Regions from separate parts of the Mus musculus genome. Here all the other regions are linked to region 1. The links are chromatin contacts, called in public HiChIP or PLAC-seq maps. All regions are on one chromosome and are shown on one strand. Each heading gives the region's core, a stretch centred on a gene start, on an enhancer-like site or on the middle of the called end of the contact. The rest is flanking DNA. Distances are from core to core; before and after follow the strand shown.

Region 1 (3,766 bases), core at 802-3,301:
TTGCAGAGGTACAACCTAGCTACCAATTCAGTAGGTCTGGAGTAAAGCCTCAGAATTTGTACCCGTCAGTTTCCAAAGTGATGCTGAAATTACTTGTCACTAAAACATAAACCCACTGATCACCATGACACCTTAGAACAGCACAACACCGACACTGCCTGGTGGATGAGTGGAACTGCAGCATCCTGAAGGCCAGCGTGAGCAGAGCCAAGAAAGAAAGCAGAGGCAGGAGGATGGAAAGTAAATAGCAAGCAAAATCCAACAACAAACCCCTGCATATCCTTGAGCCTTATTCCACAGTATGGTTTAAACCAGATCCCTGCCAAGTTCCCTGTGTAGTATGTTCATGTTAACCTTTTACCTGAGACACATTTCTCTGTAATGAGTGAATACTCCATTATAATCACTGTTCTTAAAAGAAGTGGTTACTTGTAACGAGCATTCTAGTTTATTGGCAGCCTGTCCTTTTATCAAATCATGCTGTTTTATTGGCCTATTGTATTTTTTACCATATTGTCTGAATTTTTTTGTTTTGTTTTGTTTTCTAAGACAGGGTTTCCTGGCTGTCCTGGAACTTGCTCTGTAGACCAGGCTGGCCTCGAACTTAGTAATCTGCCTGCCTGCCTCTGACTCCCAAGTGCTGGGATTACAGGCATGCGTCACCACTGCCCGGCCTGAAATAATTTTCATGTTTGATCATGTTACAGACGTTAACAGGCTGCATCCCCTAGCTACAATGATTTATATCAGTTTAGGATAAAACATGAAAAAACCCTATACTTTTTCATTCACATGTGTACTAAGGTTGATGAATGTGAAGCTAACTGTTGTAGCTTTAAAGAACCCTGTTGACTCCAGAGTCAGTCTCAGTGCCATCTTAAGTTTGTTGTTTTTATACCAAATCACTGGACAGCTTATTTTCTCAAACAATTTAACAGGTTCTTCCAGCACCCAAACTGAAGATGACGAACAATCATATCTACAACAACAATGGCTATGGAGTGAGCATTCTTCAGCCATCGGAACAGTTCTTTATTGTAGCAGAAGCAGCTCTCAACAAAGGGGCTGCTTCAGGAGATAAGAAAGATGACAAAATGCTCTCCAAAGTCATGCAAACTCTGAATGTGGAAATGAACAACAACAGGATAGAAGCCAACTTAAAGGGGGATATTAGGATAGTCACCGGGTAAAGTGTCTGGATAGGTGTTCGTTCGTGTTTTATAGTTCAGGAATGTGATAAATGATTCTTGTATCTCAGAAATGGTTGTTTTAAATTCAAAGATTAAAATGTTTAAATGCTTGCTGTCTTTCAATTAGTGGTTTTAATGTGTTGGCTAAGATTCTAGCTTTATAAAGGTGAGTCATATGCCACAGAATTTACTCTAGAAAGCATAGCTAAGGGGCTGGGGATGTAGCTCAGAAGGTGAAGTACTGGCCTGGCATGTGAAAGCAAAGCCCTGGGTTCCAGCACCAGCGCCACAGAATCCCCACCCGAATGAAGAATGCCTATGATCCCAGTCCCAGGGAGATGGAGTTAGTGGCCAGCTTGAGCCATTTTTGGTAATTAGGTTCACCTGGATAATCCAGAATACCTCCCCATCCCAGAGACCTTAACCTAAACCACATAAGCAAACTGAACCTTGTCATAATAAAGTATGCTTCGACAGTTCCTGAGAACTAGGAACATTAATGTCTTTGACAACTATTTTTCCTACAACCTGTATTTTCTCAGCCAAGGGAATCTAAATTCAATGGGATGTTTCCTTGATAAGGACCAATACACAGCTTCTTTGTGTGCATACCAACCAGGGACAGAACCATGAGCCTTACAAGTACTAAGCACACATTCTACCATTTGTCACATTACTCCCTCTGAACTTGATAAGCATCCAAAAAAAAAAAAAAGAGGGCCTCAATTGAGTTGTAACAGCCCTGGCTATCCTAGAACCCCCTCACACTGTAGACCAGATTGGCTTGAACTCAAGAGATCCATCCACCTGCCTCTCTGCCTTGAGTGCTGTGATTAATGGTGTGCTCCACCACACCCAGCTACTCCCAGACAGGTGCTCCTGGATGTAGGGAAGGACTGAGCAAGGCAGTTTGCTTCAGTCCCTGCTAAGACTTCCTTCATAACCCTTTCCACCCCAAGATGCTTGACCAGCATAGCAACAGAAACCCTAAGGCACCCCGCTCCCGTAAGCCTTTGTATATACTCAAGATTCGAATTCACTCAGAAGGGTGTTTGTTTTTAAGACAGTGTTTCTCTGTGCAGTCCTGGCTATCCTGGAACTCACTCTGTAGACCAGGCTGGCCTCAAGTGCTGGGACTAAAGGCATGAGTCACCACTGCCCAGATCACACTGCCTTTTAAATGGCTTTTGAAACCCCCACCCACTCTTTAGCAACTCCACAAACTTTTGATGTTCTGGACAAAGGACTTAGCCACTAAGATTGTTACCAAGGTTCCCAGTCTTTCACACAGCTAAAACCTGAAGGATCACAAAGTCTGACAAATGCATTTGTCCCAGCCACAATTAAAAGGCATACAGATCCATCCTTGCACTTCCAAAAAGTGATTTATACCTAAAACCTTCAAATTCAGTAACTGTTTTAGAAGTCAAAAACAATTTTATTAGCACCAATCCAATGTGCTCTGTGACAATTGTGCTTGGATGTCTGCTGTCTGGACAGATCTGAAGATGACCCCATTCATATTCTCTTGATCTGTCCCCATGGTACCAAACTCCAGATTCTAATCTGAACATGGCTTCCAGAAACTGGTGTTTGTTTTCTGTGGTAAACTTTTAATCTGATAACCTCCTTTCAATTTCTTACTATAGGGTAGTAAGGCTACACTATATAATTAATGCTCATATTAAGAACAGCATGTTGGAGCCAGGCGTGGTGGCACACATTTAATCCCAGAATTTGGGAGGCGGAGGCAGGCAGATTTATGAATTTGAGGCCAGTCTGGTCTGCAGAGTGATGGCTCAGCAAGTAAGAGCACTGACTGCTCTTCCTAAAGTCCCAAATTCAAATCACAGCAACATCATGGTGGCTCACAACCATCCATGAGATCTGACCCCCTCTTCTGGTGTGGCAGAAGACAGCTACAGTGTACTTATGTATAATAAATAAACCTTAGGGCTGGAGCGAGCGGAGTTGACTGGAGCAAGCGGAGGTCCTAAAAATTCAATTCCCAACAACCACACGAAGGCTCACAACCATCTGTACAGCTACAGTGTACTCACATACATAAATCTTTTAAAAAAATGAAAGAAAAGCATGTTTAAGTGCAGTGAGATAATCTACTATGCAAGCTACTTAATCTAACTGGTGCTTAGACCTCCATCTCATGTGAAGAGATCACTGCTTTGAGACTGTGGCAATGACATCGACTAACATCCAAATCTGGGAAACTAGAGCTGGAAGAACAAGTTCTGGACCTATGGAGGGCTCTTGAGTTTCAATACTGAAAAACATGACTATACTCAATGGTTCTCTGTAACTCCAGACTACAAATCTTAGGCTCCCACCATATAGGGGGGTGAACAGTGCATACAACTCAACTTCACATTTCTCAAAGTTATTTATTCCACCCCAAATGGAGCATGTGGGATTTTCTAATTCTTACTTTTCATACCATGTAAAGATCAAAAGCACCAAAACCCATCAATATTCATGGCTAGTACAGCTTGTAAGAGTGGTTACAGAGAAATTATCCTCTAAGCAAAAGGGTAATGCTTTGGGTATAGGATCAATTATTT
Region 2 (4,094 bases), core at 123-2,622, 79 kb after region 1:
GGGAAAGGGATGCCTCAGCATGGCCTGCAGAGTCCCCTTCCCCCACATAGTACCAAACCTCCAAACATATCCCTGGCATCCTTTTCTTTTTTATAAAACACAACAGCATGCAGAAAGGAAAATTTTGTAAAAGACCACAGCAAGGCAGTTCTTTCAGAATCCAAATGTACATAGGCTTTCTTCAAAACATCTGGAGATAGAACTCTTCTACTCAAGAGCTTCATCTAAAGTAAAAGATATAGCAGGAAATGTGGATTCGAGGGCTGAGCCAGATCACCGGGTCCTGACTGGCATTAAAGGGAGTGTGCTCAGTTCCCAGGACATGCAGGACTCTGCAGCTAAGAACATGAGCTCCGTTTACCAAGAACATAACATGGGATGGGACAGATGGCTCAGTGGTTATGAGCACTGGCTTGTTCTTTCAGGACCTGGGTTCAATTCCAAGCACTAACATGGTGGCTTACAATTGTCTGTAACGCAAGTGTTTTAATAAAAAAAGAAAAAGAAGCCAGGGACATGTTTGGAAGAGGCATGAACTTGTATGGTGCATGGGAAGGGGGTACCTCTGCTCGCCCATGCTGAGGCATCCCTTCCCTCTGAGGTACAGTCACAGGAAGGTATAGAATAGAAAAGAGAGCCGGGCCGGGTGTGGTGGCGCGCACGCCTTTAATCCCAGCACTCGGGAGGCAGAGGCAGGCGGATTTCTGAGTTCGAGGCCAGCCTGGTCTACAAAGTGAGTTCCAGGACAGCCAGGGCTATAGAGAGAAACCCTGTCTCCAAAAACCAAAAAGAGTTTATTTAGGGCATGGGGATGGGAGTTGAGGAGGTAGAAGAGATGGAGAAAGACAAAGAGAGTAGAGACTGACCTTGAACACATGGAAAGAGGAGGGGAGAGGGGGGATAGAGGGGGACGAGAGGAAGAGAATAAGAGAAGAGGAGCAAGAGAAGAGAGTGAGGAGAGGGCCAGCAGTCCCCTTTATAAGGAGTCAGGCACATCTGGCTGTTGCCAGGTAACTGTAGGGCGGAACCTAGAAGAAATGCTAACAAATCTGACATCTTTTTCTGGCCTTTGTAGACAGCAAGCACACTTGTGGTACACCTACATACTGTCCCGGTTTCAGACCCGGGACAAGCAGCTGAGATGTGTATTTAACATACCAAAGCCGACCTGGCCTCCAGGTTCTTCCAGCATCCCTCAGTTCCTACCTCTTACAGGGCATGGGCACAGCCTGCCCTCTACCCTGAACTTTCCAGCCCAAGAGCTGGGCTTCCTATCATCCAGACATTTTGGTTCTCTCCTCCCCACCTCTCTCTGCATCTCTCTCTCTTCTCTCTCTGCATACATGCTTTCTCTCTTTTTCTTCCGCTCTGTCTCGCTCTCCATGGCAACTGCACTGACCCCCTTCCTTTGTGGCTGGTGAAGAGCTACTCCCCAGTAAACCTGCCTTTCTACCTTAATTTGGTTTGCATTCGCTCATTTCGTTGGCGCAGATAACTTACCACATACACTCATACAATAAAACGAATAAATAATAAAAGTATTCATAAAAAGAAAAGTGACAAGGGGGGGGCAAACTCCAGAGGAAAAGAATACAGAAAGAGGAATCCTCTGTAGGAAGAGAAAAAGCTGACCTCAGCTTCCCGGAGGAGCTGCAGCTGCGTGGCAGCAGGGCAGGACTTCCCGCCCTCCATCAAACAAAGGAAACCTCAGCCCTGCTTCTGCATTTCGCGGCCTCACAGCTCCCCTCACAGCTCCCCTCACAGCTCCCTCACAGCTCCCCTCACAGCTCCCCTCACAGCTCCCTCACAGCTCCCCTCACAGCTCCCCTCACAGCTCCCCTCACAGCTCCCCTTCCCCAGCTCGAATCCACCTTTGCACTGCTGCAGAACCACTCCCGCCCCAGGACTGAATGAAAGAGAAACTTCACGGAAAGACAGTAAGCTTGTACTGCAGGAGCCTACAGACAGACAAAGTTGAACTAAAGACATAAGAGCAACATGGCAGAGGGAGGAAGGGGGACGGACTTTGACATTAGTTAGCATGCCTAAGTCTAAAGAATAGAGCAGTCTGGAGAAAGCAAGCAACGTGGTACGCACACCTTTAATCTCAGCATCAGAGGCAGGTGAGTCTCTGAGTTCAAGCAAGCCTTGTCTATATAGTGAGATAGTCAGACCTATGTCAAAAGATCCTGTCTCAAAAAATAAAAATAAAAAATAAAATAAAAATACTAGGGCATTAGTTCCTGTCACACTGCACCTGCTATCCCAACATTTGGGTGGTGGAGACAGGAGGATCAAAAGTTCAAGGTCAGCCTAAGTTACTTAAGACCCAGTTTCAAGGACATCAAAACAAGCTGGGCGTGGTGGCACACGCCTTTAATCCCAACACTGAGGCAGAGGCAGGCGGATTTCTGAGTTCAAGGCCAGCCTGGTCTACAAAGTGAGTTCCAGGACAGCCAGGGCTATACAGAGAAACCCTGTCTAGAAAAACCAAAACCAAAAAAAAAAAAAAAAAAATCAAGGTCATCTTTGGTTACATAATGAGTTGAACCAGGCCAGCCAGGTTAACAAAAGTCTCTCCCTTAGGGGAAAATAAAAGAGTTTGGAGGGATGAGTCAATGGGTAAAGGAGCCTTGCTGAGAAGTCTAAGGATCAGAGTTCTATCCCCAGGACCCACTCGATGAAAAGACCTGACTCTTTCAAGCTGTCCTCTGACCTTCACACACACTCTCTCTTTTTTAAATTTATTTTTATTTGTGGGAGGGGTGGTGGTTTCAAGACAGGTTTCTCTGTGTATCCCTGGCTGTCCTGGAGCTCACTCTGTAGACCAGGCTGGCCTCAAACTCAGAAGCTCACACTCTCAAACATCATGATGGTGATGATAATAATAATCATAATGATAATAAAGGAACTTGGCAGGTGATTCAGCCTGCTTCAGTTCGAAAACAAACCACGGGGCAGTAGTGGCGCACACTTTTAGTTCCAACACTCCAAGGCAGAGGCAGGTGGAGCTCTGAGTTCGAGGCCAGCCTGGTCTACAGAGCAAGTTCTAGGACAGCCAGGGGGGTACAGTGAAACCCTGCTTCAAAAAAATCAAAACTTAAACCAAATCAAAATGATACCAAAAACCCAAACCACCCAAAATAGACAAATAAAAATAAACAAACATAGTAAGAAAAAAAGTCTACCTAACATCGCTCTGGCAAGCTGTGCTAGCATCCCACCATTGGGGATGAAGAAGCCTCCCCATGTAGACACCAGCTTTGGGCTCCTCCAATCCACACTTAGCTATATAGGAAGGGGGGGGGGGCTTGCTCAGCTGTTACTACTAACCGACAATATCTTGTCTCTATCTGAATACTTCCAACCACGTCTTTGTCTCCGTGTATACTTAATCAGACCTGGGAAGTGTTGGATTTTACAACCTGCTTCTCAATTGGATGGAAAGAAGACTGAGGGCAAAGACGTTGCTCCAGCTCCCCGGTGTGATGCATTGGGGAGCTGGCTAGTTTTATGTCAATCTGACACAAGGTAGGGTCATCTGGAAAAAAGGAATCCTAATGAGAAAATACCTCCATAGATTGGCCTGTAGGCAAGTCTTCAGGCCCTAGAATCAAAGGCAGTGGTTCTCAGCCTGACAGGAGTCACATAGCAGATAATTAACATTATGATTTATAACAGTAGCAAAATTACAATTAGGAAGTAGCAACACTGAAGGAGTTACAGAGACAAAACTTGGAAGTGTGACGAAAGGATGGACCATCTAGTGATTGCCATATCCAGAGATCCATCCCATGATCAGCTTCCAAACGCTGACACCATTGCATACACTAGCAAGATTTTGCTGAAAGGACCCAGCTATAGCTGTCTCTTGTGAGACTATGCCAGGGCCTAGCAAACACAGAAGTGGATGCTCACAGTCAGCTATTGAATGGATCACAGGGCCCCCAATCGAGGAGCTAGAGAAAGCACCCAAGGAGCTAAAGGGAACTGCAACCCTGTAGGTGCAAACAACATTATGAACTAACCAGTACCCCGGAGGTCTTGACTCTAGCTGCATATGTATCAAAAGATGGCCTAATAGGCCATCACTT
Region 3 (3,832 bases), core at 126-2,625, 110 kb before region 1:
GATATGAGTTCGTCCCTGGAGCCCACCAGAAGGTGGGAAAGAGCCGCTCGTTAGAGTTATCCTCTAACTTACTTCTGCAGGTAAACACGCTTGTATGGCACCCCTTCCCTGACGACGACGACAACAACAATAAATTTAAAGGCCGAAAGTGTTTCAATAAGACAAAATGAGCAACCCTTTAAATTATTGCTGATGACTAGATTTTTGTGGTCCCTCCCCCCCCCCCCTTGCATAAAGCCAGCCCTTGAGGTGGTTTTTGGAGACAAGCTTTTGAGAAGTCGTAGATAAGTCAGAACATAGAAGTATGTTTTAGGCTGGTGAGATTAATGTTTCTTTAAGAAGAGATGCCAAGGATCTGTTTTCCTCTGTGTTAACCATGTGTTAAAGCAGAAGAAGTCTCGTCAGGGTCAAACGGCCCAGCGTCTAGGTCTTAGCTTCCAACCCATGGAACTGTGTGGTGTTGTAGGGGGTTTTGGTTTTGGTTGGGTCGTTTTGGTTGTAGTTTAAGTTACCTACTCTGTGGTTTTGTTATAGCACTCTAAAGAGATCAATATGTGTTTAAATTTGTAAAGCAACAGCAAAACAAAATAAAGAACAAAACAAAAAACAAAAAAACCCACTACTGTCCTTCTTTACAGAGTCACAATATCAACCCGCTACATCTCGGAAACTGTGACTGTGTGTGTTAAAAATTAGCTTGTTTTTGCTTCTTTATCAGTTGTGAAACATGAAAGTGTGAGTAATTCATCTCAATATGCTAAAGTGTGTCACAACCTAAAAGTCACAGTCCTCAAATAGACACTAAAATACACCAGTGTGGTGGCTCAGTTAGGAGGCTAAGGTCAGCCCAAGCTGCAGAAGACCCTGTCTCAAAAAATAAATGTGTGTGTGTGTGTGTGTACAGGTACTTTTAATAGTGTGTATATATAAGTAGTTCTTTAATAACTCAGTAAATAATCAAATAAACACTAATAAAAATAGCTCTGTTGTGGTTTAAAATTAATATTAATTGGGAGTTTCTACCCTTCCTTTGATCATTCAGTTCCCAGATAAAAGTCTTTACATTTATAATGAACCTTAACAGCAGTGGAGTTGGGCAGATATCGACCTTCTGTGCTATTTTATCTACTTCCCTATCAATAGCCCAGTTATAACTTGCCATGTTCTGCCTGGACTGCTCTTACTCCAGCCCTCATGGCCATGTTTTCATAATTCACCTGCCCGTTGGTGTCTTCTCTCCCATCACCTCTTTCCCTCCTCCCTCTCACGGTCCTACCTCAAACAGCAAGCCTGGGAGCTGAAATTTCACCTACCTTTCTTCTGCCCAGCTATAGGCGGTAGGCATCTTAATTCAACCAATAGTTTTACACTAGGGAACAAGGTTTGCACAACAAAGGCTGGTAAAGGTGAGAATTCACTCCTAGGCCTAGACAGAGTTTAGCATTATAATACATAGCAACAGACAAAACCTCAACAGAGCTCTTTAGTAACTCAGTAAATCTCAAAATACCAAATCCTCTGTACTTGTAACTTGAAGGTGTGTCTCAGCTCTGAAGTCTTGGAAGACAGTCATTTTAGTAAATTTAAGAACAGCTTTTCTTTGCTCAGCGTGAATAGCATTTGGACATATTTGTGGAGGTAAGATGTGTGACCTAAAATAAGAACTTCTATAATCTGAGTATGAAGTCACTAAGCAACAGGACCATTTTGTTTTGCTTGTATTAGACTGTTCCTTATTCTGGAACTTCCCTCTGAAGACACTGGTTATAAAGTATCTCTATCAGCCTCACCTAGGGGATACATCACAGTGCAGCTATGAGGTTCCAAAGACACAAAGCGTCTCCCACTGTCCTGGGAAGACTGCCCAAGCAAGACTTCCTCTTAGCACATGCTCAGCAGGTCAACAGCCAGAGACAGGCAAAATGTAAAGTCGAGGGCTTCCCAAAGTCCACTCCTGGAGAATGCCTCTGAGTCCAGATTGCCTGAAATTAAAGAGCAAGACTTTTAACCAAGTTCATCCCCACCTTAAAGAAAAACCAAGAGCTATTCAGACAGTACCTGTCTGCTCAGTGAGTCTGCCATCATCTACACTCCCCAGAGGCTCCCCCTTGGCCTAGGAGGTACCTCATGCCTGTGATCCCAGAACTCAGGAGGCTGAGGCAAGAAGACTTGCAAATTCAAGACCAGCTTGGGCTACATAGTGATTTCCTGACTAGCCTGGACTACAAAGTGAGACCCTGCCAATAAAACAAACGAACAGCCACTGTGGACCTTTCTCTCATCCTTGCTAATATTAAGGCTAGGCATCTGGAAGTTAAGAATTTGAGAAGATGTAAGATTTCAAAAATAAAACTCATGCTTTAGATCCTATGGAATTCAATTTAATTCACAATTCAATCAAGAAAACAAAATATCTAGCTGAAATGGTGGCACCTGCCTGTAATACCACCTACCCAAGAAACTGAGGCAGGAAGACAGCAAGTCCCATCTCAGTATAGAACAGTTTAAAGGGGAGATAGCTCAGTGGGTAAGGCCTTGCTCTACTAATGAGATGTTAACCGTCTCCTCAGAGACTAAAACACCACATCCTGCAGGAAGCTCCTTAAACAGAATGGTCAAACAACTAAAAATAGCTTCCAAAAGTCCCTGAAAATGACCAAATTCATTAGACCCCCCCCCTCACTGAGAAAGTAAGTCATAAAAGCAGAGAGTCCCCCTCAGACAGAAGAGAGAGCTGAGCTGCGAAGAAGACTGAGACCAGACCAGCTCTCTGGAAGAAACAGGAACCAGCAGAGCTGCCTGTCAGAGGTTTAGACCAACTGAATCCCCTGGAAAGGACAATTCTTCAGCCTGTTGAGCTACCTGCAGGCTGTGCAGATGTGAGCTGTCTGTCACCCATGCTGGGATGGACCTTGGAGATGCAGCTGTCTTTGAGTCATTTCTGCTCCTGTAAGTAACCCCTCACCTGGATTCCTGTAAGTAACCCCAGTCAAGCTCATTTGTTTCACCAAGTTGGGCTTGGGTGGTACATGTGCCTTGGTCTGTTGTGGGCTCCCTATCTGAGGCTGAGATGTGTGTGCTGCGACTCTGCATGAAAGATTTTGTCACTCAACATGAGACCCTGAGTCCAGATCTTTAGCACCCATGTCAAAAGGCAGGCATGGGGGTGCACATCTGTACCCCATGTGTAGGTAGAGACAGGTGGGTCTCCAGAGGGTGATGAAGAGCTTGTTACCCAGTCACTGAATTCTGGGCTTAGAGAAAGAGCCTGTCTCAAAACATAAGGTAGAGAGCAATAGTGAAAGATACCAGACTTCTGGCCTACAAACACATACACACACACACACACACACACACACACACACATTCACATTCATACAGATACTACACAGACAGTTACACACACATGCACACTCATTAGTGCACGCACACACATTCATATACACACACATATTCATAATACACTGCACAGACACACACACTCATATATACACTACACAGACATACATACACACAATTCATATATACACGACACAGACATACACAAACACATTCACACACATATTCATATATATACTATACATACACATACACTCACATTCATGTATATATACACAGATATACACACACACACATACAACACACACACACACAACTTTTGAAAGGGCTCAGTAGGTAAGGCACATGCTGCCAAGCCTGACAACCTAAGTTCAGCCCCCAGAGCCCACAAGGAGAGACCTGACCCTCAAAGCTGTCTTATGCCTCCACACAAGCACCATGACACTTGTGTGCTCTTACATACATACAAAATAAATAAGTGTAATTTTTAATT

What was found. HiChIP or PLAC-seq counts read pairs in DNA pulled down with a chosen protein or histone mark.
Region 2: an H3K27ac HiChIP or PLAC-seq map of embryonic stem cells shows a contact between it and region 1, with 5 read pairs. The contact joins two enhancer-like sites. A contact is called at or near these places in 6 of 39 promoter capture datasets (cranial neural crest, frontonasal cranial neural crest, liver and 3 more), 2 of 484 Hi-C or Micro-C datasets (brown adipocytes and liver) and 1 of 115 datasets of contacts at active chromatin or transcription factors (embryonic stem cells).
Region 3: a contact with region 1 is called in an H3K27ac HiChIP or PLAC-seq map of embryonic stem cells, with 5 read pairs. The contact joins two enhancer-like sites. A contact is called at or near these places in 1 of 115 datasets of contacts at active chromatin or transcription factors (embryonic stem cells) and 1 of 9 other capture datasets (adipose tissue).

What each region holds. Positions count from the first base shown.
Region 1 is chr1:153,451,275-153,455,040 of GRCm38.p6, forward strand. It overlaps Shcbp1l (Shc SH2-domain binding protein 1-like), which reads left to right. Exons shown (of 10, transcript NM_001033162.2): 10 at 939-1,300. The coding sequence ends at 1,190. Among named protein-coding and RNA genes, the nearest start is that of n-TIaat13, 5.5 kb to the right of the region's middle. Within about 2 kb of position 2,052, at least 17 of the 459 cell types and tissues checked have an H3K27ac peak or open chromatin away from gene starts, as enhancers often do. A contact at or near this core is called in embryonic stem cells, where this site is marked.
Region 2 is chr1:153,530,734-153,534,827 of GRCm38.p6, forward strand. All of the region lies in intron 4 of Npl (N-acetylneuraminate pyruvate lyase), which reads right to left. Among named protein-coding and RNA genes, the nearest start is that of Npl, 17 kb to the right of the region's middle. Within about 2 kb of position 1,373, at least 148 of the 459 cell types and tissues checked have an H3K27ac peak or open chromatin away from gene starts, as enhancers often do. A contact at or near this core is called in embryonic stem cells, where this site is marked.
Region 3 is chr1:153,346,541-153,350,372 of GRCm38.p6, forward strand. No RefSeq gene overlaps it. Among named protein-coding and RNA genes, the nearest start is that of Lamc1, 16 kb to the left of the region's middle. Within about 2 kb of position 1,376, at least 10 of the 459 cell types and tissues checked have an H3K27ac peak or open chromatin away from gene starts, as enhancers often do. A contact at or near this core is called in embryonic stem cells, where this site is marked.